Regions from separate parts of the Mus musculus genome. Here region 1 is linked to region 2. Evidence: chromatin contacts called from public targeted proximity ligation data. All regions are on one chromosome and are shown on one strand. The core of a region is the stretch at or near the end of the contact, and the rest is flanking DNA. Distances in the headings are between cores, read along the strand shown. Region 1 has its middle 21 kb from the start of Gm50340. Region 2 holds the start of Ahnak (AHNAK nucleoprotein (desmoyokin)).

Evidence for each region.
Region 1: a contact with region 2 is called in a targeted proximity ligation map of bone marrow-derived macrophages, with 4 times the contacts expected there. A contact is called at or near these places in 1 of 39 promoter capture datasets (the 3T3-L1 cell line) and 4 of 130 datasets of targeted methods (the NIH/3T3 cell line, bone marrow-derived macrophages, embryonic stem cells and 1 more).

Annotation. Positions count from the first base shown.
Region 1 is chr19:9,919,056-9,922,782 of GRCm38.p6, reverse strand. No RefSeq gene overlaps it. Among named protein-coding and RNA genes, the nearest start is that of Gm50340, 21 kb to the right of the region's middle.
Region 2 is chr19:8,987,310-8,990,585 of GRCm38.p6, reverse strand. It overlaps Ahnak (AHNAK nucleoprotein (desmoyokin)), which reads right to left and starts at 1,302. Exons shown (of 5, transcript NM_009643.2): 1 at 1,157-1,302.

The sequences.
Region 1 (3,727 bases), core at 508-3,007, 930 kb before region 2:
CGCCCCCGCCCCCCCCCCCCCCATTTGCTCTCTGCTTCTTATTTTCTGCTTTAGGTATCTTGCAGAAGGTCAAAATCATGCTTGGCTGCATGGGGTGTGTGTGTGTGTGTGTGGTGGTGTTGAGGTCAGCCTAGGCAGGAGACCCTGTGTCAAAACAAACAAACAAAAAACAAACAAAACAAAACAAAAAAACCCCACAAACAAGCCAAACCTAACTTAACCAAACCAATGTGTATCAGATCGTCCCTGAGCTGGCAAGTCCTGAAGCTTTGAAAATCTAAGTTGCCATGGCAACCTCCTGGGTGCTAGAAATGCCAGAAAAGTGGGATATCTGCCACAGAAACAAGCCTACAGGCATTGAACAGAACTGGGCTCCAGAGAGGCCCTGCTTGCTCATTCTCACATCAGCGACAATACCTTTGAGCATGGTGTGGTGTGCATGCAATCCCAGCACTCTGGAAGCCAAGGTGGAGAGCAAGCAAGTTCAAGGTCAGCCTGAGCTATATATAGTAAGACTCTGTCTCTGAAGAAAGTGACAGTATCTTTAGTATAAACCCCCCAAATTTTAGATAGGAGAAATGAGGAATTCTACTGTAAATGAGGCAAAAGGTGGCTTTGGGAGAGGCCAGGGCAGCTTTTAACTCAGGGTATGTGGCGTGGACCTTCTTGACACGCAAGCCCTCTGGCTATCTCGGATCTGTAAAAAGCAGATTTTAGGAACCATCTTTTCCCATGCTTTGCTCCCTCCTTTTCCTGTTTGGATAACATTTAGGATTTATGAGCTCTGGCTAGAGGGGCTTCCCTTTTTCCCAACTCTTTCCATTTTGGTTCCCTCAATATTGGAAACTGCTAGGACTGTCTCTTTCTACCAGAAGTCAGATGGGGTCACCCCTCGTAGAGTCCTTTTATCTTTCTTTTAATTGATCTTTCTCCTTTCTTGCAGCTGGATTGCTTTGGTTTTTTTGTGCTTTCTTATCTTGGAGCTGTTTAGGCTATAGCTCGACATGTCCCCAGCCATCTTTTCTGGGCCTTTTCCCAATGGCCCTCAATCCTGTTACTTTCCTCATTTCTCCTTTTCTCGTGGTACTGCAAATGGTACCCACAGTATTCACTGGGTAACTCGATATATGTTTGTGGACGCGTGATGACCTCAGACTGCCTTCCCTCTGTTCTCAGCTTTCAGGTCTCAGTTTCTCTGGAGCTGACTCAGCACAGGAACGGCCGCTTTCTGGATGATAGGGTTTGCATTGCCTTAAGCTGGGAACATCTTAGTGTTTTTACCACAACTTTGCCCTGAGTATGTTTGAAGAATTATTCACTGCTACATGGGTGACTTCTATTGAATTCTTCATTCATAAGCAAAAGGAAAAACAGTAAAATAAAGAGAATGCCAACCACAAATTATTCTAGAATAAACAGCTGGAAGTATCAGTTAAAAAAACAAAACAAAACAAAACAAAACAAAACAAAAGGACGCCTAAACACTTGAATGCTTTAGTTTTAAAAATATTTAGTTTTCTGTGTGCCTGTGTGTGCACACGTGACTGACAGAGGACAACTCCTAAGAGCTGCTTCTTGTCATCGGCTTTACAGTCATGGTGGTCTAGAATGTTCTCTCAGGGATTATGCTCAGTCCAACAGCCAGTGGTAGAGTAAGAATCCTGATGCTGAAAGGCGGAGATAGGAGGTTAGCAATGGAAAACTGGGCCCAAGCAGTGCTGAACCCAACAAGAGAAACGGTGCCCCCTGCAGCTCAAGGGCTTTGGAGCAAGTGTTTACATAAGCTTTGTAGGGTTAAGCAGCCTTACCTCCCTGGGCCTGCCATCTGCTTCTCTCAGGTCAACGGCATTGAAGGCTGTTGGTTTATGTTTTGCTTTTGAGCAGCTAGCTCACATTCCTAGCATTTAGGCACACAGAGGTTGTCACTGCAACAGATTTTGTTTTCAAAGTGTCATGCATAGCCCACTCAGGGGCTTCCTGCTCCACACAGGGTCTCACAGGTGTTTCTCTGGGAATTGCATTTCTATGATAGCACCACACTTGAGTTCTGCAAAACAAGAACCTTGGAGGCACCAGCGGGTCATCCTGCCAGAGTAGCTACCTTTCTTGGGCCACAGTGGTTGTGGATCCTGAGTGTTTGCCTTGCTAAACCGAGGGGTCCAACAAACACTCCCCTAAGTAGCCCCAATAGAGTAGACAACCTGGGGATCTCTTCGTAAAGACTTTCTGACGCCTATTTCAGTTTCTGGAACTTTTTTTTAAAAATAATTTTATTTGTTTATATTTCAAATGATATCCCCCTCCACATCCCCTATGCTATCCCCCTCTCCCCGCTCCCCTTTGCCTCTATGAGGGTGCTCTTCCACCTACTCACCCACTCCTGCCTCACCTCTCTAGCATCCCCATACACTGGGGCATCAAGCCTCCACAGGACCAAGGGCCTCCCCTCCCACTGATGCCAGATAAGGCCATCCTCTGCTACATATGTATCCAGGTAGTTGATATTGTTCTGCTCGTGGTCCCTTTCTTGTCCCAGTGCAAAGTGGGAGGCTTCTCTTTCCTGGTGCTGATCCCCGTGATAAGTACAACCATTTGTCTGCACTTGGCTTTGTCTGAAACTTTATCCTCATACATACTTCCTTCTTAGCCAAATTGTACATTTTTGAAATTCACATGCTCCGTGTTTGCTCCCAATTTTCACTGTAAAACTGATTAAAGACTGTTGTACTGCAATGCTGTGCTGCCTTGAAATTTCCTCTGCCAAATAATTTAGTCCATTACTTTTCTTTGTTTTTGTTTTTGTTTTTTTTTTTTTTGAGACAGGGTTTCTCTGTATAACAGATCTGGTTATCTTAGGACTTGCTGTGTAGACTAGGCTGACCTTGAACTCTCAGATCCACCTGCCTCTGCTCAAGGCATTGACCACCACCGCACGGCTAGTCCTTCCCTTTTTGAACTCAGTCTTACTCAAATTTTCAGGACACAAACAGAATGGAGCCATATTCTTTTACAGTAATATTAATGGCTCTGGTTCAGTTCCCAATAGACCTTGTTCGAATATGAAACCCCACGAACATGGTCTTCATTACATGCATTTCCCTTAGCACTCTGGGATTCCAAACTCTCAGCAGAATGGCTCAACGAGGTTTGCTTTATGGCAGTCTAGGGTGTTTCTTCTCTCTCTCTCTCTCTCTCTCTCTCTCTCTCTCTCTCTCTCTCTCTCTGTCTCCCCACCCTCCCGCCATCATACCCATTGTGTTTGGTGCTAGGATTAAACCTTGGACTTCATGTATGATAAGGTAGCATTTGACCAACTAAGCCACACCCCTTGCCCATTCTAGGGCCTTTTCTAATTCACATTTATAAACTCATGTCCATTCTTCAGAGGGGGGTCAAAGGCTTAAGGACAACATGATCTGGCTTATCTTAGCAATGACAGCATCTCTCTCAAAGTAAATTTTGTTGTTAGTTAATTTCTGTGTCACTGTGACCAAAATACCAGATAGAGAATTGTGGGATCTTCTGGCTCCACGTGTAGACATCTTCTGTTTGGAATCCTAGATAATTTTATGCATAAAAAAATAAGGAGTCTTTCTAAAGAAATGGGCAAAGCTTACTGAATTCTATTTAGAATGATAATGGCCACAGTGAATTAACTTTAAACAGAGACATAGTTATTCATCTCTGGACTCCATTGGGAGAAGATTCTGAATGGTTGAGAAATACT
Region 2 (3,276 bases), core at 53-2,552:
GCCTTACATAACACAGCTCTCTGCACACACCCTAAGCATGTTGCCTTTCCAACCCCACAGTAGGATCTTGCCCCCCGCCCTCTCCGCTGGCGCGCACTGCAAAAGTGAAGGGTTCCAAAGGAGAGCAGGGAAGTCCTTCACCTACGCCCTGCGCTCCGGCCCCCACCGCCTACACACGGCCTCTTTCCCCCTCCGCTTTGCCCCTCACCCCCACCCCCACCCCCGAATTCTGGTTTGAATTAGTCACCGGCTCCAACCACTACATTCCTCAGGCTGCTGGAATCCAGCCAGGCGCTGGGGCGGGGGCCATCCCGCCCGGACGAGTTTGGGAGTGGGGTGGGGTGGGGAGAAAGCACCGCCCCTAGAAGGAGCAAGGGAGGTTCTGGGGACTGTGTCGATTGCACAGCCCCCTCCCCGCCCACCCAGCGCAGGAATCTCCCTAATTATGTCCCCCACCCCCCCTCCCACTCCCACCCATCCCACAGGGAGGCACGCTGCAAACTTCCAGGCTCCGACGCCCTGGAGAAAGAAGGGAGTTTTCTGGATCTGGAAACACAGAGGGGCAAGACTAGGGCGGGGCAGTTGAAGGGGAGCTGTTAAAGTCGCCGCTAGGAGCCAGAAAGGGAGAGGCTGGTGGTACAGAGCAGGGTGGGGCCGAGGGGAATCCGGACGCGAAGTTCGAGATGGAGGTGTGGGGAGCCGCGAAAGACAGCAGAGGGGGCACGCGGTGCAGGGGCGCGGGAGGGGCGATGGGGCTCTTGGAAACTTCTCCAGTAAACATGGTATAGGAACCAAGTAGCGCTCTGAGCCGCCGCCCCAAAGAGATGGAATCGGTCAGGGACCACCAGATCAGGAACGCCCTGCACTGCAGTTGGAACGACAATACATCCGCGGGAAAAAACTAAAAGCGCAGCAAAGCACACTTCGAAGCGATTTTCTAACTTAGTTAAACTTGGCCCCAACTCCGGAGAAAGAGCTTTACTCCCGAAGCGTGACGCGTCGCCTGCCCCGGCGGCCGCAAGCGGCCAGGTTTGCTCCCAACAGTCGGAACCCTCGTAGTGACACTACCGCAAATGCACCTTGTCCGAGTCCCTCTCTCCCCTGGTCGCCCGAACCCTGGCCCCACACCTTACCGCCCAGCGCTCCGCTTCCCTACCTGCGGGCTCAGCCCCAGGACGCAGCCATAGCCGGCGAAGGGCCCGAGGTCGCAGTGCTGACTGCTGGCGACGGCGAGCCCCAGTCGGGGCGGGTCTGGCAGGGCGGACAGTGCAGTCCCCGCGGCAGAGCTGCTCCAAGTGGCCGGGCCCCCGTGCGCGGAGGCGGCTCTTGTAACTCGGGCGGGTCTGCCCGGAGCTGTGGGGAGAGGGCGGGGCCGGGCGGGGCCCGAATAGGGCAAGGACCCGAGAGCACGACTAACACTGAAGCCACCCTGGAATGGGCCGGTGAAGGGAGAAGGTTGAGGGGGCTCAGGGACGAGGAGGCGTCGCCTTTTCCCCTCCCCTATCCCATCTATTGCTCCTGTCCCGGCTCTGGATCTTCCCACCCCATTTTAAACAGTGTGTGTGTGTTCACCGGCAAGAAATTCCTGGAAGCACGCAGGGGCACAGATTCACAGTCGGAATCCAGAGTCAACCTAGTCTGCAGAAGAGCCAAGAAGCTCAGATGATTCAACCTCGACCTCCAGCCTCCACACAGACCTTTGAGCTTTCTCTCAAGCTCAGATACATTAATCCCAGGCCCCAGCCTCCTCTCCCAGTTCCCAGGCTTCTTGCAGCCTCGCCCCGTTCCTCGCCTTCAGGCTCTCTCCTCTTCTACAAAACACACTGACTCTAAGACTTAGATCCGACCCCTAGGAATGGAGTCACCTATGCACCACACCACGGTGCTGTTCTTCATTGCAGCGACACCAGTCAGGCCTGCAGCTGTTGGACGCACCATGGAACAACTCACTCTCTCCTGTAAACTCTGTCCCCCATGCCTTTTGGGTATTTTATTTGGGGGAGGGAGCACAGACTGTGTAGCCCGGCCATCACAGAACTGGCTAGAACTGACAGCCTTACAGATTCCCCTGCCTCTGCCACCCTGGGACTAAAGGCATGAACCACTATGCCCCAGTAAGCTTGAGGAACCCAAGATCCAGCACTTTCTTTGCATTCCCAGGCCTTCTGCGCCTCTCACAGCTCCTCCCCCATATTTCCATTTGCAAGTTGCTCCGCTCCCCAATTTACAGCCATTTCCCACAGCCACTTCTAACTCTATGTGGATTTTATTAAATGCTTAATGATGGGGTTGCAGAGATGTTCTGGCTGCATCCCCCCTCCGCACCTCCCTTTTTCTCCTTCCCTATTGAGTTCTACCCTCTCTGGCAGGTGGCTACCCAGCTGCCCACTCCAGTTTCCCTTCCTTCCCAAATGCCCCAAGAGGCCTCAAGCTGGAGAACTGAGACCTTGGCCTGAGGCAGGAGCACCTTCGCTCCAAGATCATGAGTGGGCTGGGGCTGAGACCAGCCCTGCCCTGTCCTCTGAAATGGCAAACATGTTTGCAGGCTAAAAATATCAGCCAAGTCTGCTGCCAGCCCTGGGGGCTGTGTCCAGGTCCAGTTACCACACAGGGTACAGGCGATGGGGGGAGGGAGACAACAGAAGGGAGTGACAGAGAACAGACACAGATGTAATGGACACACCAGGGTGGAGAGAAATGTAGGTAGAAATTCAGACAGGCATGGACATGTAAAGACAGGCAAAGCAGAGACTTGGCTACTAACATTCCTCTCTCTCTCTCTCTCTCTCTCTCTCTCTCTTTCTCTGCCCCTCCTCAAACCCACTAGACATCACAAACACACTGTCAATTGGCTTAACAGCCCCCCCCCTCCAAATCTACTCCCTTCCCAGCACACTCCCTACGGTGAACTCAGTAAGTTCCAGGCCACCCAGAGATACCAAGTGAGGATCAGGCCAAAACACATTTCAAAAAATAAAACTCAAGAGCCAGTCATGTTTTTTTTTTCCTTTTACTTAGTGTGCATGATCATGTGGAGGCCATGGGACTTGTGAGGGTCTCTTCTCTCTTTCCACTGGGATCAAAGAGGTCATGAGGTTTGGTGGCAACTACCTGAACAAGTCATCCCCTAGCCCACAGTCCTGATTTACTGAACCAGGGTCTTACAGTGTAACCCAGGCTGTTCTGGAATTCACGATATAGGTTTGGTTGTCCTCAAATGACAACAATTCTGCCTTAGCCTCTCAAATGCTGAGATTACAAGTCTTCACCATATCA